Regions from separate parts of the Mus musculus genome. Here regions 2, 3, 4, 5, 6 and 7 are each linked to region 1. Evidence: chromatin contacts called from public Hi-C, HiCAR-type and promoter capture Hi-C data. All regions are on one chromosome and are shown on one strand. The core of a region is the stretch at or near the end of the contact, and the rest is flanking DNA. Distances in the headings are between cores, read along the strand shown.

Evidence for each region. Promoter capture Hi-C pulls out the DNA fragments that hold promoters and counts their contacts. A called contact is a pair of places that touch in the nucleus more often than the background predicts. HiCAR-type assays count read pairs that join an accessible place to other places.
Region 2: a contact with region 1 is called in a promoter capture Hi-C map of liver, with 8 times the contacts expected there. The contact joins the enhancer-like site here to the promoter of Flrt3 in region 1. A contact is called at or near these places in 10 of 39 promoter capture datasets (the 3T3-L1 cell line, cranial neural crest, frontonasal cranial neural crest and 4 more), 4 of 484 Hi-C or Micro-C datasets (cerebellar granule neurons, cortical neurons and frontal cortex) and 4 of 115 datasets of contacts at active chromatin or transcription factors (SST interneurons, embryonic forebrain, embryonic limb bud and 1 more).
Region 3: a HiCAR-type map of astrocytes shows a contact between it and region 1, with 6 times the contacts expected there. The contact joins the promoter of Kif16bos here to the promoter of Flrt3 in region 1. A contact is called at or near these places in 9 of 39 promoter capture datasets (the 3T3-L1 cell line, cranial neural crest, frontonasal cranial neural crest and 5 more), 4 of 115 datasets of contacts at active chromatin or transcription factors (astrocytes, embryonic forebrain, embryonic limb bud and 1 more) and 1 of 9 other capture datasets (embryonic stem cells).
Region 4: a contact with region 1 is called in a Hi-C map of the N1E-115 cell line, with 5 times the contacts expected there. The contact joins the enhancer-like site here to the promoter of Flrt3 in region 1. A contact is called at or near these places in 5 of 39 promoter capture datasets (the 3T3-L1 cell line, hippocampal neurons, liver and 1 more), 5 of 484 Hi-C or Micro-C datasets (the N1E-115 cell line, cardiomyocytes, cerebral cortex and 1 more) and 3 of 115 datasets of contacts at active chromatin or transcription factors (astrocytes, embryonic forebrain and forebrain).
Region 5: a contact with region 1 is called in a promoter capture Hi-C map of hippocampal neurons, with 13 times the contacts expected there. The contact joins the enhancer-like site here to the promoter of Flrt3 in region 1. A contact is called at or near these places in 5 of 39 promoter capture datasets (the 3T3-L1 cell line, hippocampal neurons, second pharyngeal arch cranial neural crest and 1 more), 8 of 484 Hi-C or Micro-C datasets (the N1E-115 cell line, cerebral cortex, cortical neurons and 2 more) and 5 of 115 datasets of contacts at active chromatin or transcription factors (astrocytes, embryonic forebrain, embryonic limb bud and 2 more).
Region 6: a contact with region 1 is called in a HiCAR-type map of astrocytes, with 4 times the contacts expected there. The contact joins the promoter of Pcsk2 here to the promoter of Flrt3 in region 1. A contact is called at or near these places in 2 of 115 datasets of contacts at active chromatin or transcription factors (astrocytes and embryonic forebrain).
Region 7: a Hi-C map of forebrain shows a contact between it and region 1, with 8 times the contacts expected there. The contact joins the enhancer-like site here to the promoter of Flrt3 in region 1. A contact is called at or near these places in 12 of 39 promoter capture datasets (the 3T3-L1 cell line, 3T3-L1-derived adipocytes, cranial neural crest and 6 more), 36 of 484 Hi-C or Micro-C datasets (the 3T3-L1 cell line, the N1E-115 cell line, adipose-derived mesenchymal stem cells and 21 more) and 10 of 115 datasets of contacts at active chromatin or transcription factors (SST interneurons, VIP interneurons, astrocytes and 6 more).

What each region holds. Positions count from the first base shown.
Region 1 is chr2:140,670,019-140,673,081 of GRCm38.p6, reverse strand. Flrt3 (fibronectin leucine rich transmembrane protein 3) reads left to right here and starts at 1,606. Exons shown (of 3, transcript NM_178382.4): 1 at 1,606-1,836. All of the region lies in intron 3 of Macrod2 (mono-ADP ribosylhydrolase 2), which reads right to left.
Region 2 is chr2:142,836,738-142,839,803 of GRCm38.p6, reverse strand. Kif16b (kinesin family member 16B) reads left to right here. Exons shown (of 26, transcript NM_001081133.2): 11 at 2,222-2,287. Among named protein-coding and RNA genes, the nearest start is that of Kif16b, 63 kb to the left of the region's middle. Within about 2 kb of position 1,548, at least 33 of the 459 cell types and tissues checked have an H3K27ac peak or open chromatin away from gene starts, as enhancers often do. A contact at or near this core is called in liver, where this site is marked.
Region 3 is chr2:142,901,218-142,904,458 of GRCm38.p6, reverse strand. Kif16bos (kinesin family member 16B, opposite strand) reads right to left here and starts at 1,494. Exons shown (of 2, transcript NR_131921.1): 1 at 1,218-1,494; 2 at 887-1,104. It overlaps Kif16b (kinesin family member 16B), which reads left to right and starts at 2,995. Exons shown (of 26, transcript NM_001081133.2): 1 at 2,995-3,134. The coding sequence starts at 3,088.
Region 4 is chr2:142,979,519-142,982,574 of GRCm38.p6, reverse strand. No RefSeq gene overlaps it. Among named protein-coding and RNA genes, the nearest start is that of Kif16bos, 78 kb to the right of the region's middle. Within about 2 kb of position 1,609, at least 13 of the 459 cell types and tissues checked have an H3K27ac peak or open chromatin away from gene starts, as enhancers often do. A contact at or near this core is called in the N1E-115 cell line, where this site is marked.
Region 5 is chr2:143,092,621-143,095,735 of GRCm38.p6, reverse strand. No RefSeq gene overlaps it. Among named protein-coding and RNA genes, the nearest start is that of Otor, 16 kb to the right of the region's middle. Within about 2 kb of position 1,770, at least 14 of the 459 cell types and tissues checked have an H3K27ac peak or open chromatin away from gene starts, as enhancers often do. A contact at or near this core is called in cortical neurons, forebrain and hippocampal neurons, where this site is marked.
Region 6 is chr2:143,544,693-143,547,835 of GRCm38.p6, reverse strand. It overlaps Pcsk2 (proprotein convertase subtilisin/kexin type 2), which reads right to left and starts at 1,703. Exons shown (of 12, transcript NM_008792.4): 1 at 1,172-1,703. The coding sequence starts at 1,345. It overlaps Pcsk2os1 (proprotein convertase subtilisin/kexin type 2, opposite strand 1), which reads left to right. Exons shown (of 3, transcript NR_040354.1): 1 at 1-1,431.
Region 7 is chr2:142,811,792-142,814,947 of GRCm38.p6, reverse strand. All of the region lies in intron 12 of Kif16b (kinesin family member 16B), which reads left to right. Among named protein-coding and RNA genes, the nearest start is that of Kif16b, 88 kb to the left of the region's middle. Within about 2 kb of position 1,732, at least 12 of the 459 cell types and tissues checked have an H3K27ac peak or open chromatin away from gene starts, as enhancers often do. A contact at or near this core is called in cerebellum, cortical neurons and forebrain, where this site is marked.

The DNA.
Region 1 (3,063 bases), core at 357-2,856:
AGCTGAATGGAGACAGATCTGATTAAATATGGATATAAGCCCACAGGAATTTGGTCAGGCAAATTTTTCCTTTTAAAATAGAATCAACTCTCATCTGAAAATGGTTTCTAGAAAGAATTATTTCAAACAATAATTTAATCCAGGTGTTTGATTTTCAGTAACTGAAATCACTCCTATCCTTTCCTGAGAGGTTATCAGTTACACCTACTTTTTCCATCAAAAATCTACGGCCACCTCTCAGTTTAACCTGCACTACTGAAGACTTCTGAGAAATTGGCTTTTCAATAGATGTTAACATGCTAAAGTCCTACTTTCATTCAGTGGGCCATTCCTCAGAAGTCAGCAAGAGAGCAAGCATAGAACAATAGGTGTCGGAACATCTCTTATCGAGGGGTCACCTTCCACTCCTGAGAGCACCCATTCTCAGAGGGGAGTTCTAAAGGTCAAACAGCTGCCAAACTCAAGTTAGGAACCACGTGAAGCTAACGGAGAGAATAGCCATGTACTCCTAAGACAGACAACTAGCCTTCAGAGACAAACAGACCATTTCCTAGAAAGGATAAAGTCATGAGCTTGTTAGAATCAAGCAAAGAAAGAAGGGAAAGGAGATTGCTATTTGGGTAAATATAGAAACAAGATTCGTCACTTAAATTCACTTACTTAGGAGAAAACTTACAAGTCCAAATAACAGAAAACTGATGATAAAATTATACCTGGAAATTAAAGTCTTGGAATCCTGTTAATTAGGCAGAGAAATCTTAGTGTCTTGCAACTGTCACTATTTATTCATGTACGCAAATTAAAATGATTTAAACCTGGAAGAACCATTTCTAACAGATATTTTAAGATATTGATGACTGCAGCCATGCTCGTGGCAGCAAAAACCATAATAATAATAATAAAAAAGAATGTAGTTAGGCTCAACCCTTTTAATTTTAGGGAAGACTGATAAATATGAGTGATTGTATCTTCCTAGTTCTGAAGTAGAGGTATACCCTTATGCACACATGTAGGTGGTCTCTCTAGTAGTACATAAAACAGTCTTCATTATGTGAAAATGCATGTGGAAAAAAAAACCTTTCTACTTCCCAATAAGACTGCTTTCTTCAATATTTTTCACTGTTCTTCCATTTTCTCCCTTCTCCTAAGTAAATCACCATTTGACCCTGCTTTCTCATTTGCCAAATCAATATTAGTTGGGATTGCCATCCTCTGTTCTCCACAGTTACGATTTTAATGTAATAAAAATAATCTGACTTTTGTTAACTTATTTTTGGTACAGATGGCTTGAGCATCAGACACCTGTTTCTCTATTGTGATCTTATAAATATTCTCCTAGCGTGCTTGTGTTTTTCTGAGTGTGCTATCACTACCTTGCAGTAGTAAACTTTAGGGAGCGCGGAGATTCCAGAGTTGCTGCCTACAAACCAAATGGCATCTCAGCTTTGGCAAACTGAAAGGCTCATTTCGGCTTCTCTCACCCCCTCTAGCGTTGGCAAAGCTCATCTGTCTGATTATCCAGTTACCTCACTGAACAAGAGCTGGGCTAAGTCCTGCCCACCTATGACATCACCCCCTTCCTCAACCACTGCGAGGTGAAGCTTTAAACTTCAGACTTGGAGGTGGGCTGCGCGCAGTCAACTGGATGCTCTCGCGCGCAGTCCTCAGCGCAGGAGTGATCTGAAGCAGGACCGCTCAGGCTGCAGCTGCCGTGGCTTTGTGTGCACTGGATGCCGCGCTCCGGAGACGGGGGAGGGTTTTTACTTCAACTCACAGGCAATGGAATTACAGCTGTAGCAGCAGGGTATAAAGGATTGCTTTTTCCTCGTCTTCCTGGTAAGTGTTTTCCATGCTTTTTCTCATAATTGTCCCAGAAACTTCGCTTGCTCTTACTCTCTAGAAGGAAATGACTAGCTTGGTTCCATGAGGGATCCAAGTAGCCACGTTTGCTCTGTCAGCAGGACGGGTCAAAGATGTGCGTGCAAGCCAGCTCTAGGGAAAGTCTTACAAAATAGCCGAATGTTATAAGTTTCTTACAGACTTAAATCATTTTTAAAAATAATAAATAGCTCCTCTCTGTTTCAAGCAATTTCTATCCGCGCAGAGCTTCACGGAAAACTGCAGTTGGAAAGTTGAGTGTTTGAGATAGGAGAGGCAGATTTTTCTCGGCTACAAAAGCGAAAGGTCGCTAACTTGGTGTGTACTGTATGTGTGGTATGATCACCTATCGCTGTTTCTATAACTGTGAAAGAAATCAATAACCCCTCAGCCCATGAGTACGCAGTACATGAAAAGCATACATCTTGCTCGCCGCCAGCAAAGCTGCGCTGGGAGACTGGGATGCCTCTGTAGAGGATTAACAGCTACACCTAGATTTGAAAGCTTGCACTGCTTATCCGGCCCCAGCTCCTTCAGGCATTCCGGGCTCGGGAATCTCAACTAGTAAATCCAACTCAGAATCTCCGGGCCAAACCATATTCCCAGTCCAGGAGACTGTCAAAGCCTATCGCTTGGGCGAGTGTAGAATGTGACTAGCATAGTAACTGGGTAGTCCACTCAGAAAAACTAACAAAGCTCACCCTGGAAGCCGTGCTTGATGTATGCAGTGAGGGGAACAGGGGAGGGAAGCCTCATCAAATGGCAAAGGCAGAGTGTCCCTTCACTTGCAACACACAGTGAAAAATATTGTATTGATACAAATGCGTTAGACCACAAAGCTTCCAAAAGGTATTTAAGTGTATCTAATTAAAAAAAATGTTTTTCAGTAAATTATGTCTGAAACAAAATGGTTGCATAAAGGTAAAGAGTGCAACAGGCCCATCTTTTCTCAACATTGGGAGCGGGTTTATTACTTATTTAGAATGAAAAGGAGATGGAAAATGTTGGTGTTTTCCAAATTACAAAATCAAATGGTTTTTAATAATTATTTTGATTGTTCTCAATAAATCTATGCTTCAAAATGCACATATTTGCTGTGTTATTGGGATGAAACAACATGGTCAAAGCCATGAAAAGTGCTTCAGCTGTGGCTATTCCTTTATTCATCCTTAACTGTGTAAGAAT
Region 2 (3,066 bases), core at 299-2,798, 2.2 Mb before region 1:
CAAGGAGGTCCCCTCCAGGGAATTTATTCTGTTGTTATGGCCATGTATACTGTAGGCAGTTGGTACAGGGATAGTTATTGTGATGTTGTTGGTAAAGCAAATGACTAGAAAACCCCACATTTACATCACCGAGGAAAGCACCAATAGCTTACCCATGCAGTGAGTACTAAGCAGTGGAAATAAAATGACTTGTGCCGTTTTCACTTACAGTAATCTGTGAGGAGTCGTTTAGGAAAGACTAAGGCTAGTAGGTGGCCTTCTTAGAGGTGGCCCACTATCTTGCATGGCTTATGATGGATGAGCTGTGAAAGGCAAGGTCCCAAGAGACTTCATCTCAGGATTGCTTCTTGCAGCTGATAGGCCTTTCCTGTCACTATTACATAGCCTAAGAATTTGTGGACATTAGTCCACCCTATTGAGCAGATTTCTTGCAGATCAACATAAAGATGAACTTTCATGAATTAATGCTGTTTAGGTGAATTAATGATTTCATAAAATTCCTGATTTGATTCAGATAATTTTAGGAAGAAAGCTTTAAGATGGTTTTAGTTGTTTTTTTTTTTTTTTAATAAAGATGTAATTAAGTGAGAAACAAGAATAGAATGTGCCCACTCATCAAAATAGTAAGAAAACGCTGCATAGTAAAAAATACAATGATCTTCCTTAATTATACTAAAAAGATATATAGGCTTGGGACAAATTTGTGTTCAGGGAAAAACATTCAGTTCCAAGGATGAAGCCACAGGTATGCACTGTGATAAGTCAAGGCCATATAAAAACTGTTGCTTTGAACTTCTAATGAGTTTACAACAGTGAAACATTACTTTGAACTTGTTATTGATGCCTTTCTGTAGCTGCCCTTGTATCTATCATTTTATCTATGAGGTAATTCTTTCATAGAGAACGTTTTGTCTAAAGACTGTAAAAAGGCTGAAAGCAATAAAGAAAAGTGGTGTAGCCATTTTCCTCTTCAGCCGCTATGAGTGACTTCTTTCCTTTCCTTCTTTTCTCTCTGGTTCAAAAAAGAGTTAACAAGCTCCAAGCCTCTCCCCTGGCCAGTGATGGGCTCCTGGATGACTGACAGAGAAGGAAGCTCTAATAATAAATCCTTTTACTTAATTCCCCACTGCTAAATAGCATGTGTTAATTCAGTAGAAATTAGCACTTATTTAGCACAAATAATGAGTTAAAGAGTTAAAGGTCTCAGTGCTTATTAAAGCACAGGATAGCAATAAAGAGTTAAGTTTTTAGAGCTTATTTAGGCACAGAACACTAACAAAGAGTAAGTTTCCCCAGTGCTTATTTAAGCACAGAGTTAAAGAGAAAAGGAGCTGGCAGTTTTCAGCCACAGAATAAGCAAGAGAGTGTTAGTTTCCAGAAGCCATCAGCTTTTAGCCCCCAGTACAGTGAGAGAGAGAGTTACAAAACAGGAGATCATCAGACTTTTGTCTTTTGTCCAACTCTGTGTTACATTTCAGCTCTAAACTCTAAAAGGCTGAGGCTGACCCCTGGCAATAACCCAATATAAACATGGTTCTGTTAAATTCTTGCCTGGGTGCTGGACTCTTTCTGTTTGCTCCTGTGACATTTCTGGAAGCAAGAGCAGCAGACAGAGTAGGGCACTTGTGCGTCTGCCCCTCAGGTTCATTCAGCCTTAGTTATTAGACAGGCAAGTGAGCCCTATGCTGTCTACTGGTTCTAGGTTCTCACTGGATTTTGGTGTTTATCACTTGAGAGTTTTCCCTTCTGCAGCATGGGTAAAGAAATGAACATAGATTGTAGCATAGCCAGGCCATATACTGGATGCCATGCACAGTGAAACAAGTGAAGTTTGTTTGTGTCCTTCAATGTGGATGAACTGTTAAGTAACTCTGTTGGGTGCCTTACTTTTTAAACTTTGTTCTTTGTGTACATCAGAGAAAGGAAGTCTTAAAACTGTAGGGATTAAGATGTGTTTGACTTTAGTGAAATGTGGCTGTTATGGCATACTATTGCAGATGTAGGTTCCAGACTGTAGTGTCATGGTTTTGGTATTTATAGCATATGTCTTCCATGGATTAGAGATTTAATGATAAACAATACTTTGGGGGATATGTGAGAAATTACCTTTTATAACCATTTATAATATTTTTTTATGAAACTCTTTGGTAATTTGGGGAAATCCTTGACGTGCATCGTTTTTGTCTGTTAACTCCTGATGTCTTTGTGATTTAAATTGTAGATTGCCCTCTTGGACTCCCCTACAGCTTTAAGTATGGAGGAAAAACTTCACCAGAATGAAGCAAGAGTAAGTGATGGTTTGAGTTATTATTGTATTTTCATTTCAACTTTGAGATTATGTTTTAAGTCCCTTTTGTTACATCTTGCGACTGTCTGTCCCTGAGTTCTCACCATTGAGCAGAGCACTTGTGCTTTCCCACTGGGTGGGGCATACTTTCTTCATTGTACTGATCTCTAATCCCAGCACTATGGCCACAGTCTGGTTCTTGTGTTTGAGATAGAATATCACTGTACTGCTGGCTGTACTTGAATTCATGGTGTTTCTGTCTCAGCCTTCAGGATGCTATATTTACGGGCATGCACCACCACATGTAGCCCATGATGATGCTTCAAGATGAGTAATAGTTAGCTTTTTATATATGTTGCATGTTTACATGTTAGTACACAATATAAAGGGCACATAATGTCTTGCTGCAGCTAAGGTCACAGCAGACCTCCTTACAGAGAATGGGGCCACAGAACCAGCAGAACAGACAGAGACCTAGACAGTCAACATTGACAGTTATCCCCACAACTTAGAGCTAAGTACTGTTTAGCTTTCTGGAGCCTTTGACTTTGCCATGGGATATTTAGCATTCTAAACTGAAAGTACTCTGGGTCAGGGCCCAGTTAAGAGGCAGGCAGGGAATAGCAGTGAGTGACCAGAGCTGAGGATGCTGTCAGAGGGGCATGACCAAGGGCTGGCTTTGAGGTTTTCAGTTTTAAAAACAAGCTTATGGCTGACATGGTTCTATCATGTTAATTTTTTTAATGCTCTCTGGGAAAAGAGAAAGATAATAAAAGCTG
Region 3 (3,241 bases), core at 245-2,744, 2.2 Mb before region 1:
AAAAAAGGACCAGCAAGAAATTCAACAATAAATGAAGTTCAGAATGTTACTGCAAAACAGTCACCTCCTGCCTACACACACACACACACACACACACACACACACGCCTTTACATATTCATGCCTGACTTACTTTTGAATGTGTGTGTGTAGTGTGCACCTGTGCTGGCAGAGGCTGGGAAAGAACATTCGATCACCTAGAGTTACAGATGGTTGTAAACTGCCCGATGTAGGAGCGGAGAACGGAGTCCCCATCCTCTGCAAAAGCATCAAGTGCTCTTAACTGGCAAGAGTCATCGCTCCAGCCCCAGAATAACTGTTTTACATCCATCATGTAAACGATATGAGATCCAAAACAAAAACCAATGTTTCTGAACAAGAACCACAGTATAGAAAATAAATATAATGAAGTTATGTGTCCTTTTGTTAAATAACAAGTTATAGTATCAGCTTCACAACTGGCCTAATTTCAAAGTCAAAATAAAAAAGGAAGAACAATCTGAGAGAGCTGCAACAGTCCCTAAATATCTGTGATTTCCAGTATCATCAAAATTTCAGATGTTACTACAGCTGCACATTTTATTTTAATTAGAGGAGACTATATAGAGGTAATCCCCCCCCCCCCATACACGTTCAGGAGCTTTAAGAGACTTTATTTGGTGATTCTTCTGAGTAACAGTTCTCCTGGCAGTTGTCCTTACCAAACTGATGCTGTGCTTAGCAGTTAGTCAATGGGGAGCCTCACGCGGGGAGCCTCACACTTGACTTCCGGAGGAAGCTTCTGTGCAGGTTAAGTCCTGGAAGACTTTAAAAAGTCTAAAATTTCTAAAGACAGAAACAAATGAAAGGGGTACCAGAGATTCATTGGAATTTGAGAAGATGAGCAAGCCCTTAAAAACCTTCCTGTTTATTCATTTTTCTTGGTGCAGAGAGTAAATTAATCAAGGGGTGGCTGTTCAGTCATTTCTCTGGCGAGAAACCTCGCTGCTTCTAGTTTAAAATCCGCAGGCTTGCTGTTCGTGTTCCGTGGGCCGCAGCACTTTGTCGGTTGTGTCAAATCGCAAGGTGGTGTTGGAATCAGAGGATTATGTACACGTGTAGGCTGCTGGAAATTATGGATAGAATGGCCTGCATAAGCCCAAACTGGACAAGCAAAACCTCCAGGAACAGGAACTCACATTAACAAGTGATTTGCAGTTGAGTGCAGAATTCGCACACCTGTTCTTGGTTGTCTTGGTTGCTCTCAGCGACTCTACAGCTGGTAGGGTGTTGAAGCCCTGCCCGCCCGAGAGCGCACCCTACACAGTTTGTCCCCAAGCAGCTCCCATATACGGCGGGCTCCGCCCCTGCCCGTGGCTGCCACAGCCGGGTGCAGCCTGGCTGGCGGCTGTGCCTGGACCCGCCCGCTGCTTCTGCTATTGCGCATGCGCCCCATTTTCAACCCTCCGAGTTTTCCCGCCCTTGATTGGCTGACTCTGCGCCCATTTCTAAACTTGTAAGCGCCTTAGTCCAGGCTTTGTAGGACTCCGAACAAAGGGGACGTTCTGATTCTACCCTACCTTGAAGGGTTCTAGGAAAGCTGAGATGAGGACTCCTGGTACTAGTGGACCACACATTGGCCGTCGTATTATTTCACTTAGTCTATTATTAAACCCTTGGAGTTCCAGTTTAGCAGGCGAGGCAGACTGGAAGACTCAAAGCTAGTATTGGAGTTCGAGCCAAAAACCCGGGAGACTTTTTCGGCTCCCCTCAGGGACTTAAGCAGCATCACATCTAAGCTTTCTAGAGACCATTTGAACCGAAGTCATCTGCCCGGGAGTGAAATAATAGCGGGGATATGCTGGTCTTGAGGACAGAATGTTCCATTGTGGTCGTTAGAGACCTCGAGGGTGAGGAGGAGCAAGTCAGTAGGCTTGCTTTATACTCCATCAGCAAGTGCAAAGGCAGGAGATCAGGGTCCAGGAGGAAGGCTGGTCTGTAAGTTTTGAGCGACCCTGACTGGGGCAGGAGGAAGATAGTTGATACTGGAGTTTTTGTGTCCAGCAGGTGACTTACAGGTGAAGGCATAGGGTTAACTGAATGAATTTACAGGGAGATAGCCCGGTAAGAAATCACTGATGCCAGGGGCTTTAGCTCATAAAAAAAAAGGGAAGAATAAGAAGAAGAAGGAGAAGGAGAAGGAGGAGAAGGAGGAGAAGGAGGAGGAGGAGGAGGAGGAGGAGGAGGAGGAGGAGGAGGAGGAGGAGGAGGAGAAGGAGAAGAAGAAGAAGAAGAAGAAGAAGAAGAAGAAGAAGAAGAAGAAGAAGAAGAAGAAGAAGAAGAAGAAGAAGAAGAAGAAGAAAGAAAGAAAGAAAGAAGAAAGCGGGTGTCCTCACTTTTGATCCAATGACTAAAGTTAAATTGCTAAACTGTCCCCAAAATGCAAAAACTCCCTTTAGATATGATTCCAACCAATATAACGACATTTCTATCTGCCTAAAAAAATCCTCGATCCTTTGTTTTCTTGGTACCCTAAATTTTGTGGTTCAGAACACATGCTTAGAACTCTTTGAAGAAACAGAGCAGTCCCTCAGAGTTCTCCACGACCTTTCGCTTCTCAACAAGACAGATGAGTTGACGAGCACGGGCCGTATAAAGTCAGGACCATGTTATTGGTTGCAATGCTCGTTTTCGGTAGTCCATTCCTCGGTTTCCTTGAGAATGCTCTAAATGCAGTGATCGTCCTGGGCCTGACTGGGTTTGACTTTCCGAGTTAGAGACAGCACAGCCGGTTGCCATTGACTTCGAGGTGGGGCTGCGCTGGGGCGTGGCCACCGAAGAGGCGGGGCCCAGACTTCCGGGCCCCGCCCCTTCGCGCCGTAGGCAGCTGCCAAACCCCGGTGCGTGGATCACGCGGGCCGGAGCCGCTCTGGGCATGCTCAGTGGCCTGGCAGGTGTGGCCGCCTAGCAACTCCAGGTCGGCCCTAGCCGAGGGGCGGGTGAGAGGGAAGTGGGCGGGGGCGCGGGCACGGGCACAGTCGCTGGAGTGGCCGGCGGCCGCGGGGCGCAGGCCTGTTGGAAGCCCCCGCGGGCCGGGCCGGGATGAGCTATGGCATCGGTCAAGGTGGCCGTGAGAGTCCGGCCCATGAATCGCAGGTGAGTGGGGCCTCCCGCCCCCCACCCTCGCCACACCCCAACCCCGGGCAGCCCCGCTCAGAGGCCGGTCTGGATTGAAAGGGACAAACCCCTGACCCACCTGGCCG
Region 4 (3,056 bases), core at 360-2,859, 2.3 Mb before region 1:
ATTTGTGTTTAAATATGCTTTGCCCATTGGATTTCTCACTCAGCTATTAATTTAAAGCTCTGAACAATTAACGAACAAAACAGCTACTGCCACTTGAGCCTCAATGTAAAAGATAATGTCACTCTTCTCACAAAATTACTGTGTGGTTTAAATAAGATAATACTCACAAAAGTACTGGACAGTGTGTGTGTGTGTGTGTGTGTGTGTGTGTGTGTGAGTGTGTGTGTGTGTGTGTGTGTGTGTGATATTTGGCTATGTAACAAGTGAGTCCAAAGTTGAGTGGCTTAAAAATTTACCTTTTCTTAAGAGTTTGTGGTTGGCTTTCTGATTTTCTTATTGTTTCTGGGTTTGCATGGGCAGCTGTTCTGAGCTTCAGGGTTGACTTAGCTCTCTCCGTGACATTTTTAGTCTCATGGTAGGTGGTTGGGCTTCCTCGTATGGTACTGCACCATTCCCAGAGGGAAGGTTCTGAAACCTTTATCATGCCTCTACTTCTGTCACATTTCCTGATACTCTATTGGTAAAAACAAACTAAGTAGCCAAATCTAGAACCAGTATGAGCCATGTCCATACCCAAGGGCATATTTCATTGAGGGCATTCGTCATAACAATTCATCATATCATACTACCATTTAGTCAGCCTTCACAAAGTACAGGTGCTAGGACAAGGATCACTATATACCAGGCCATTTACTTTGCTGATAAGTGGAAAGCAATAGGTTCTTTTGTCTCTATTTCACAGACAAAAAAGAAAGAAAGAAAGAAAGAAAGAAAGAAAGAAAGAAAGAAAGAAAGAAAGAAAGAAAGAAAGAAAGAGAGAGAAAGAAAGAAAATGGAGACCCTACAAAGTTTCCATCTTGCTCAAGATCTCACTATGTGCAAACGACAAAGCTGAAAGTCAGTGAGACTTGTGGAGCATCACTAAATATTGAGAAGGCAGGAAAGGGAAGGGAGACGGAGAAATATTCTACTGTTTATGGTATACTGAGTTAGCCTCAGAAACAACCTATGCCAGCAACCAAAAGAATAAAGAATTAAAGTAACGCGTCACCACACCTTAAAGCAATTATACAGGCTTTTCCTTTTTCCCTAGCCTTTGTGTTAGTGTGAGAGACCGAAAAGCTACATGTCAGTCTGAAGCAACCCATTTTCCAATGCATTGCTCTATCTCTAAGATTGTTGGGGGCTGATAAGGAATATGAAGCCTGCTGAGATGCTAGTAATATTGGGTTTTCACTTTTGCTCAATTCCATGTTTATTTCCAAACCCCACACAAGAAGAAGCAAAGATATTAGACAAATCACATATACAAAATAGCAGATAAAGTCAATGAAAGCATTGCAGATGTGCCCCAGCAGAACTGAGAGTTGTTATCTTTCTTTGAAAATGGGACATGGCTTGGAAAGTGAGCATCTCCATAGAAAAGCTGGAAACCCTCTCCTCAGATAAAAATCTCATTAATATTTCTTTTTGCAAGCAGAGAGGCAAAGAAAAGATTTGTTGAGATGGAGACAGTAGAAGCAGATAGCAGCAGTCCCTGGCTGCTGCCTTCACAAAGTGGAGGGAGGAAATAAAGGTTACATGAATGAGGATCGTTAATATTCACAGCAGCATCTGGTGCTGCGTTGCCAGGAGACAGTAATGAGAATGGAGCATCTTCCAGGTCTAATGGCATTACGGCTGCCACATCAATCCTGCCGTCCCCAGAAATAAGATCTCTATCATTTGCAAACAGCAAAGCATTGGTGACTTGGCTGTCATTCTGGAAGGTCACTAAAAGATATGCAGATGAGTTGCCCATATTTCTTGAGCTGACACCCTCCAGCTTCCCTAAACAGCTTTGTGATTTTGGGGACACCAGCTGACAAATCAACTTGGAAAAGAGTAGAAGTTCAGATTCTTGGTGCCTGGGATCCCTAACCAACCTTGGGCTTCTGGATACATTTACCTCTAAGTCTAATAGGTGCATTCTTGAAGAGTTTAGTTCCATCAACCCTGTGAGCTCATAACTTGCATGAAGGTTGTAAGTTTCTCAACTGTAAGCACTGTGACTGTAAGCAGCTTATAGAAGTAACCATACCCTTTATGCCAATGCTTCCATTTGGGTTCTCTCTAGAACAAACGCCTAAACAAGGAGATTCAACCTGAGCTTGTTGCTTCCCATTGGCTGATGGAATTCTTTAAATATGAATGCTGTCCCAAAGTTCCTTGTTCTGTTCTTCACACATGGGCCAAGAATTGTCGCTTTATTTGCATGTAGGCACATGGCTCCTTTTACAATCCTATCACAATCTCCATTCTTTCTTGGGAAAATTTTCTAAACATATTTTAAGATCATGTTCACAAATTGATGCAAAATTGCTTTTTCATATTAGTATGAAGAACATACAGTGAACAAAACTAAAGTCATTGCCCTGATGGAAACATCAGTTAAGTGTTCTGAGCCCATGAACAAATACATAAACTCTTATTGAGACAATTGACAAATAGTTATTGATGATCTATTCTAAATGAAGTATTTATATAAGAATCAAAGACACTACATGGTCTGAAATGAAATGTTATATCTTCTTAGAAATTACTACTCACTACTTAAGTAAGACAATGAGACCTTAAAAATAGAAATCAACATATCTGGAGATAAGAGACAATGGCTGGAGATCAGTTGTATAACTTTACGAGGTGGTCAGAAGCCCCTTCAAAGATCACATAGAGCTGAGACATAAAGATGTCACTCTGACCATGGTACATACAGCTAGGTCACGTTGTCTCCCAAGAACTTTGTTGGGGGGGGTGGGGGAGTACATCTCTTTCCAAGCTCATGTTCAGGGATGTCAACTGATATGTGTTCATAGTGGCTGGAAATTAGAGAAAGCAGTGCCCTGGAAACTGGCAACTGTCATGAATCAGAACTTCTTTTCCCCAGAGGGTTGATGTTATTAAGCTTTTTCCAATACTCAGCCTTGTGCAGATGTCAAGAGAAGGATTCTTCTTGAAAGAAGGAATGCCCGGTGAAGGCCATAGGCTATGAGAATGTCGTATTTGTTGAGAAGGTC
Region 5 (3,115 bases), core at 521-3,020, 2.4 Mb before region 1:
CTTCTGTGTAGTTCAAGCTGTATCAAAGTCAAAATCCTCCTGCCTCAACTTCCTTAGTGATAAGACTACAGGTGTATTACCATGCCCAGCTACATATCTCTTGAATCTGCGCTTCTCATATATGAAAATTGGTTGATACACTTCTTCCTTTCCCAGAACTGAAGCCTGTGCTGCAGTGTATATTGCACAGTTTATACTAATATTTAACAATTGCTCTCTCTAAGCAAAAAAGCAGTGTCAACATTGAACCAGTGTGCAATGTTTAAATTTTAATTGTGTCCACAAATGCACAAAGACCCTCTAAATATAATGATGTGCGTAGGAAGATCTTCAGAGAAAGGTTAGACAGGATGACGATAGCAGAGAAAGTGGTATAAAGGAAAACAGAAAGACAAGCCCGGAAGAGACAGCTGGTGTTATTGAAGTCGACAATGCACACATTACAGAGGGGCAAGGAAGTGCTATTTTTATTTGAAAAGTAAGAAGACATTGTAATCATCTTCAGGAAGAAGTCGTAAAGCAAAGAGGGCATGATAGCTGTTTGAAAGGCAATTAGGCTATCTCTTGGAGGAGATGGGAAATAGATTCCAGAAGAAATGCAAGGAACCCTTTTGACCCCATCATGTGTCAGTACTTCACCAGCCCGGAGCCCCCGTGGAGCTGATGTGTTAGAGATGGCTCTGGGAGAGATGTCAAACCAGGAGAAAAGCAGCAAGGGGTGAGGTGTTGGGAACAATAGAGAAAAGGGTTCGTGGGTGCTCTTCCATATGTTGCTGATGGCAGGTGGCAGTTCTGTCTGGGTTGCAAGCTGTGTATATGATAAGCGTGCGACAGTGAATCTGCAGAATCCTATTTTTCATGTTTTGGCTCTACCTAATGACTCGTTACAAAAAAAAAAGGACTTACAAAACATACCTACCTGGATAATTGGTTAGGCCTGCCTGGTATTTGTCATTCTTTCCAAATTCACCAACTGATTATTCATGTCACCTTTTAGTGTAGGTTACTTTCAACTCGGTGCTGCTCACACAGGGGTTCAGAGTACCCACTGATGGGGTGCTGTCTTTAGCACCATCAACCATAGAGGTTTAGCAGCATCCCTGGCTCTTGCTCCTGAATGTTAGTAGTCTCCTCCAGCCACGCCTGAAAGTTTCCAAATGCTACTGGCCGTAATGAGTCAGAATAACTTTTGGTTAAGAACTATGTTGTTCCCTGAAGTAGAAAATAAAGGGATGGTTTTCACTAGCCATATTCCAGCAGAATGTCATGAGCACGCTTACAGACCGTCACAAAGCTGGTCATCTGGCTTCAGATCTCAGCCTCCCACCCCTGCTTTATGGCTCAAATGACAAATGTTGTCTTTTGGAGCCACCCCGCAGAGCCATCCAAGACACCAGGAGCCGTGTTAATTGTTCTCCAGACAAGCTACCACTCTGAGCGCAAGGTGTTATTGCTGCTTTCTAGAAATGAATTAAACCAACTCAAACAAATTATAAACTCTGCAGGGCTCCATATCAAAAGGAAACAGGCAAGATGGGTTTGAAAGAGAACCATCCGCTTTCCCCTAACATGCGGATTTTCAAATCTGTCAAATTTATTTTTAAGGTCTGCAGCAAAGGCATATTAATACCTCTTATCTGTGCCAGGTGTCAGGCAGATTTAAATATCATGCCTTGATGGGAAGAGACGAAATGGAGGCTCCATGAGTAACTAGTCTGGATGCTTCCATGACAACCGTACCTGGTTTCCTTTGGAAATGTAGCCCTGTGTGCTGGATCCAGACCAACCACTGGAGGTCACCCTAGCCCTATCGTAAAGTTTCACGGTGTACAGAAGTACATCACTGAGAGAATCCTAGGCTAGATTAGCTGCAGAAGCTCCAGGGGGTGCAACAGGACTTCCTGAATATTCTGAGATCCTGTGAGGGTGAGGACAAACAAAGTGAAAGTTGGCCCCTTGCGAAGGCAGCTGCAGCAGATGAGGTCAGTGTGGTGGGCAGACGCCTCTATTTATGAGCTTCTGGGGTTCTACTGTTTGTTTCCAATCTCTAGCAATCACAACCTACTGGAACCATCTTTGCCAAACTGCAGAACTTCGTGGTAATGATGCTTACCTACTAAAATCCTTAGCCAATGACTTGTCTATCACCGTAACACAATACTAGAGGTTGGGTTCTTTATGAAGAACAGTTACTTAGCTCACTGTTTCAAAGGTAGAACGTTCATGTTGTCTGGTGAAGACTTTTCTTGCCCTGTAGTGACTTGGTAAAAGGGGATGAGGCAAAACAGAATAAGCACTTGCTGCAGAGTCTGCTTCCTCAACAAAGCCACTCCTGAGCCAATCCATTAATGAGCTAAGCCCTCACAGCTCCATGATCTCTCAAATGCAAACATCGTAACTATCCTTACCATAAGATCGTGTGCATTAAGTTTCCAATACATGAAATCAGGAAATTTGTTCAGACCATACCAAAGAATATGCCAAAGAGTATACAGAGACAGCCTAGCTTCCTTGCCTTGGAGATGAGTGGCTCTGTGGTGATTTAGCATACAGGAGCATAGCTCAAGTCCTCTCTGGGGTCAGGCCAGAGCCAGCCACCAAGACTTTACCTGAGGTGGCATTCTGGCTGAGTTCCTTCCTTTTCCTGTCCTTCTGCTCCATACTATCCACTTCCCCTGAGAGCTATTCTTTGATAAATCACTAAGCATAAGTCTCCACCTTTGGGTCTACTTCTGAGCAAGCTAACCCAATACATCAGTGTATCATCAGTGCTCACGCATGTTGATTCTGGTCATCACCCTAGCTGCTGTATGTGGCACTGAGATTTGTAAGTCCATCCTTTCATAGTGGCCCATAATTCCTGTGGCATTTTTCTACAGGATTGGTAAACATCTACTGCTGCATCCCAGCAGGTCCAACTGATGCCTCTTCTGTCTATTGTCCAAACAGCATGGAAGGCCATTCTTGTGGCTACCTTGTGGATTCTTCATTCTTCTGCCCTTCTCCACCTCTTTTGCCCTTTCAACCCCCTAACACTAGATAGAAGAGAAAAAAGGACAGAGGGAAAAAGTGGGGTAACATTATCGTTATGCTGCTTCCAGCTGATTTATGAGCA
Region 6 (3,143 bases), core at 454-2,953, 2.9 Mb before region 1:
GAGACATAGGAAGTTCTGACAGAGGAGACCAGCCTGTGTTGCCCTTCTAGGGAGGGAACCCAATGCTCTCTCAAGCCTCTTTTCTTGTGGGATCAGGAGGGAGGGGACAGCCCACGGGTACCAAGCTGCATCCTTTGACCTTCCATTCCCCTCAGACTGGCTTCTCCTTGCATCCTCACTCTCCCCTAGCGGTGCCAGGTCCCCTAAGGACACTCCAGATCTGGGATACAGATATTTCGCAGGAAGAGCAGGTCAGGCATGCTCCCCGCCAAATGAATTATTCTCCTCTGTTCCCCGCAGGACGAGTACCCTAACTTATCCAGAGGTTGCCAGAGGCACCCAAAGCTCGAAATCTTATCCAAACAGTTCAACTTGGACAACTTCTTGGAATGGGGATCCCCGTGCTCTCTGGGGAAAACCGCGCTGGCTGCCCACACATCAGGAGAGGACACCTCGACTTTTCCGGGGGGAATCCCCCTCAGAATCCATCTCTCTTGGCAGCGAGGTGTCCTAAAGAAGCAAATTAAGAACTCTCCAAACAGGAGTGCGCTTCTGGAGTGGGAGGTCGTGGGCAGGAGCCAAAGCGCACAAGTTCAGCACTCGTTTTGGACAGAGAACTCCGTCCTTGTTTCCAAGTCAGAAAGCTCTTGTCCACTGGGGAAAAAAGCAGGGACTGAAAGTCGCTGGGAGGGAAGTCCTTAGGCGTGGGTCGGAAAACTGAGGTGAACTGCAACGCTCGATCTTTGAGCCATGTCGGTGGGAAACTATTCTTTCTCCGGGGCGTGGGGGGCTGGGAGACTTCCCTGGCAAAGCAGTCGACGTAAGCCCAGCTGCTCTGGACTCTATCCCTCTGTCCCTAGGCAGCCTGGAGAACTTGGTACCTCGGACAGCAGCCGGGGCGCACAGCATCCTTTGTAAGGTGCGGTCTTATTTTGCCCCCACCAAGTCAAACACCAACAAATTATTTCTCTGACCTTTCTAATACAGATGAAGGACATTTTAATTACATAACCCATGAAAGATCACCGGAGGCAATGTCGTGTTTGAGAACCGATGGCAGAATAGCTGCATAGCATAAAAAGACAGAAAACTTGCAAATCTGCAACGAGATTGCGCAAGGCTGTCCCTCCTCTGGAAACAACATGTGAAATGTATGGAAAAAAAATCTTACCTTTCGGACTCCAAAGCCGTGTTCTGCTGCAACTTGGCGAGCCTCTTCCTCTCCGTCTTTATGCAACTCCACAAGAAAATGATTCGTGAAGACGGGTCTCTCGGCAGACGCAAAAACCATCACACAGAAGAGGAACCCGGCCGCCTTCCACTGGGATCCACAACCGCCCTCCATCCTTCTTTGGGAGTGAAAAGTGGGGCTGTGAGGCGCGCAGGGTGGTGGAGCAGGGGACGAAGAGGGAAGATGCAAATAAAAAATAGGTATGTAGTTTTTGTTTCTGTTTTTCTTTTTTTTTTTTTTTAAAAAAAAAAATCTTTGTATAGCAAAAGAGGCAGAAAAGAAGCTTGGCAAACAGCAAATCTGTACGCTGTCCACCAGCAGCTGGCTGCCAGGGAAGCCGGGGAGTCGCGCAGCCCGGCTGGCTGGCAGGGGTGCGAATGTGCGGAGCTGTGTGTACCCGAGAGAAAGAGCTAGTGTGTGTCTGTGCTTGATGCTAAATCTGCATTTTCAGCTCCTCCTCGGCTCCAATTCTAGAGGGCTGGAGGCGAGCGCCAGCCCGGGTGACGCGCGCCCGCCAGCGGCCAATGGAGGCCAGAGGATCGGCGGGCCCCGCCCCGGGCCGCCCCGAGCCCGCCCCCGCCCGCCCCCGCCCTCCCCTGCCCAGCTGGCTGCCCGGGTCCCCGGGGGCGCCGCGAGCCCGCGCCCCCGCCAGCTCGGAGCGGCTTTGCTCCGCCCGACCGCTGCGCGCCCAGGAAAATCCCCCCCGCTGCCACCCACTGCCGGCGCCCGGTGATGTCATTGTTTGTGGAAATCTGCACAGCTCCGGGCAGGGAATTACGGTGCGTGCCGCTTCAGAGGCCCCGAGGGGAGCGGGGGGGCCCCCGGCCGGCCGGCCGCTCCCTGTTGCTCTTCTTTGCTAGTCTGAGCTACAAAACAACTCTCCTCTCTTTTCTCTCTTCCCTTCCCCTGTCTTCCCTCCTCTCACTTCTTTCTCCTCTCTTTCCCTCTCCACACCTCTCCCATTCTCCCAATAACAAAGCAAATTTGATCCTTCCCGCCCCCTCCACTTTGGGCAAATCCCAGGCTGGGAAGAGCATCCTTCTAGAGGTGACTCATGGGGGCAGGAAGGAGCTTTTTCTCTGTTCTTTTCCCGGTGCTCCAAGGAGGCCAGAAACTAAACATCTGGCAGTCCAGCGGGAGTCCGGACTGCCCTCCCCCCACCTGCGATGGCTATTAGAGACTCCTCTAGAGTCAGCGCTGCACCTGCATCCCAAGACTGCCAAGGGAGACGTGATGCTTATGCTGGGAGACAGATTCTTAGACTCTGGGTTTGGGGCTGCATCAGGACCAAGAATGTCAGAGTTTAAGGAGGTATAGTCATCCATCCCAGGCGTAGGTCAGGATTCCTGCTAAGAGTCTGGCTGCATGATAATTTAGGCTGAGTAGGCAGGGGGCAGCTGTTGTCCAGGTCCAGTTAACTGCTGAGGTCTGACTTCCCCTTCTTGCTCTAGTGTAAGGAAGTAGATCCAGTCTGCTGTAAGGAACTGAGAACCATTGCTCTAAGTAATGTAAATATTAGCTGTTATGGAGTATATTTACATCGTTTTTTTACCATTTAACACCAAAGTTTAAAAAAAAAGTCCTGTTATAAATTGGATAGTCAGGAAGATGCTTTTTCATGGGAAAGAGCGGAAGAAAAGGGAAAGAGAGAGAGAGAGAGAGAGAGAGAGAGAGACTTACTTGACTTGACACCACACCCAGCTACACCCACCCCACTCTCCTCCTTAGCACAAAATCACAGTGTATACAGGAGACACAGGAATGGTGGACAGGAGAATGCTTACTGTACAAGGCACATCGTCTTCACTGACTTAGCTACTCCCCAGCATTGCTAGAGAAGTATAAGCAAGCTCTGCGGATGGGTTCTATCCAGCTGTAGTCTTCAGCATACCACATCTTCAATTTTGATTGA
Region 7 (3,156 bases), core at 483-2,982, 2.1 Mb before region 1:
GCTATAAGAAAAAAAGCTCTGCTCTGAGCCTTGTGATTGGTATCTTCTAATGAATATATACACATCTGTTTGAAAGGAATATTTTATAAGTAGATGCTGGGTTATAGAGTAGATGCGTGTTCAGCTTTAGCAGACACTGGACATAACCGCCAGGATATTCATACCATCTCCAGTGTTACCTGCCAGGAGGTCCAGTAGCTCCAGCAATGTTAACTCAGCTTTAGTGTCAGTCTATCTAGTGACCGTGGGGCTGTATCATATTATGATTCTGTGTTGAATTTCTTCATGGCATGTAAAAACCTCTCCATTCCAGTTTTAATTATCATGTTTCTTAAATGATTCCCTCAGACCTTATCAAGTGAGCTGTCCTAATATTTAATCTCCCCAGTCACTGATCACTGAAGGGTCCTGTGCCTTTCTCATGTTTGCTTTACCCTGTAAACTATTCTATTGTCCCAGAGAACGCCACTCATCCAGCCACCAGCTCATTTCACATGGTCACATGGCCTTTAAGGACTGCCTGGGCATACTGGGCAGTGTTCCAGATGTGGGTCTTTGGGTCTTCCCTTTGCTTCATTCCATTCTCTCGCCCTGTTGAGTTAGACTGCTCAATTTTTTGGCCTATCCCTTTCCCTACTTTTGTTTTGTAAGCCATTGCCTCCAAGCCATGGCTGTTACTTTTAGCCAGGCAGAGGTTATTTTTGTTAAATGGGAGAGTAATGACCATGACTGTAGTAGGAAACTCCAGGTCTGTTTTAATTACTTAGAATTCTTCCTCATTTTAGACATGCATCTCCTACAATCCAGGCAAAGGTCTCGCCTACTCTGTCAACCACAGCTCACTTATCCAGAATGTTCTTTAATATCCTTATCCATCAATTGCATCCTCTTGATGAAATGATTTACACTACTTTATCATCATTATTTATTATTGTTACTTAGATAGTGCATCCTTATTCATACGGCGCAGGATCAGAGGTACACTCAATGTGCTTCAGCACCAGGTCAGGAGCCTTATACACTTTCAAAGAAAGCTTTTCACGCTCTAACCTGATTTCAGTTCAGACCTGCTTGTTAGGGAGTGTTGGTCTTCCTCCTGTCTTCTTCAGGCTGTGATAATGCTGTCTGTGGTTTGAATAACTCCAAAGTTGAGGTGCTGAAGGTAGTCACAGAGATCTTGTTTATAAAAACAAAGAGAACATGGCCAACTCACATGTTTCAGAGCATAATTTTAACATGTAGACTAGACAAGATATACTGAAACTAGTAGCTATTATATAATGAGTTTCACTTGCATTTAAATTATTCTTCAGAGTTTTTGAAAGTTGATTTAGAACAAATGACTTGTATTTTTTATTATATTAAGCCAGAGTAATTTTTTTTTGTTAGATTTAACAAGAATTCTCTGAATGTCTTCAGAATCACAAAGTAACAGTCTGCTGTTAGTAAGTAAAATACATTTTTTTAAAGTAAACAATATCAGAGCAAAAGCAGCAACAACCAAATGTGTCTTTTCTCGGGAAGCTAATCTTATCATATTTTGCATATTGTATAGGGAGGCTTGTCGAGTTAACAAGTGGCAGTCCCAACTATGGGCAAAGCCATTGTGTTTTAAGAGCAACCCACATTCTTGTTTTACAGTATTCATTATCTTGAGAATAGTTGGAGTAGATGTGCTGTTGGGAGTGGTTTGGTTTTTACCACTAGATGGCACTGCAGTTAGGGAAAACAAATCCCATAGCTCTTAACTAGGATCTTTGGCAGTGAAGCTGTCTGCAAGGACAGGATGTACTGCTAAAGGGGATTGAAGAGGCCACCAGTGATTTCTAGATAGAGTCTGTGGAGACAGATTGTGGAGATTCTAGCATTAGGGGTTATTTAGCTGGTGCCTTCTTGAAGCCACATTGACACCTGATACAGAGATGGGAACGCATCTTCATATTCTGGAGTTTCCATTCACATCCTTCTGAAATACTTTGTCTGAAGTTGCTTTACATTTAAGTGGTGGCTCTTAATGTGTGTCATAGGTGGTCATTCTGATTGGCTCTTTTTAGAAAGCTGGCCTGCTTCCTTCCCTCCTTTTCATCCTTCCCTCCTTTGCTCCCTCCCTCCCTCATGCCCTTCCCTTTTTATTTATGTGCTTCTCTTCATAAGAATCATTTTTGCAATGACTGTTTACACCATTCTTTCTTCATCTTTGGCTCTAAGGAGTTCTTAAGAGAATTAAAACTTCCCTTGCCTTGTGTCCTTGTTCTGTAACCTTCCTTGTTTGTTTAAGGCTGTCCGAATTAGTGAATGTGCTCAAAGAGAGAGAGAGAGCTCTCTTTTTGGCTTCATATATTGAGAGCCAAGAGTCTTCTAGAAGAATGCTCAGGTTAAGATTTTTTCCCTAACTCTCTCGTCATTTACATGGCAGCAGGCAGAAGGCACTGCCAGCAGGCACAGGTACACTGCAAGGTGGCAGAAAATAATGCTGAAGGTCACCTCGCTCAGCTAGATGGTGGCTGTGTGACATGGGTGACTTACGTAGACTCTATGTCGTTCAGTTTCAAGATCTGTGAAATGGGGCCCATAGCATCTCATTAGGTTGCTGTGAGAATGGAGGGATAGTGGTAAAGCCGCTTTGTCGGTTGGAGCCCTGAGCAGGGTAGAAAAGGGTTTCTCAGGGCTTGAGCTCAAAGCATCTGTTCTCCTAGGAGCTGAGGCTGCTGGGGAAACTGAGGGAGTGTAGTTTAGCAGTTGGGGTACAGAAGAGCCCAGCTATAGAAAGGGTGTGAACAGCAGACCTTAATTTCCTAGTTAATACTTCCTTTTCTTCATTACTGCTTGAAAGAAAATAGTGAGCTAATTTAAATTCTGCTCATATATTCTGAAGACGCTTTTCTCGTTTAGTTTCATTATCTGAACCATCAGTATTTCTTTTGAAGTGTCTAAGTAGTGCATTGAAATTTCTTACTCATTTCTCTCATTTCACATTGAATTAATGACAGAGTATTCGAAGTAGATGAAGTCTTAGGGCTGATCTTATCCAACCTTGTCATGAGACACTGGGAGTGTAGAGCCTGCACACAGGGTTTCTGCTGCAACTTCTCAGGATTACATAGGGAATGGGTGTTCAAGCTGAGGTCAGAATATTATTCTCTGATTTCCAGTTCA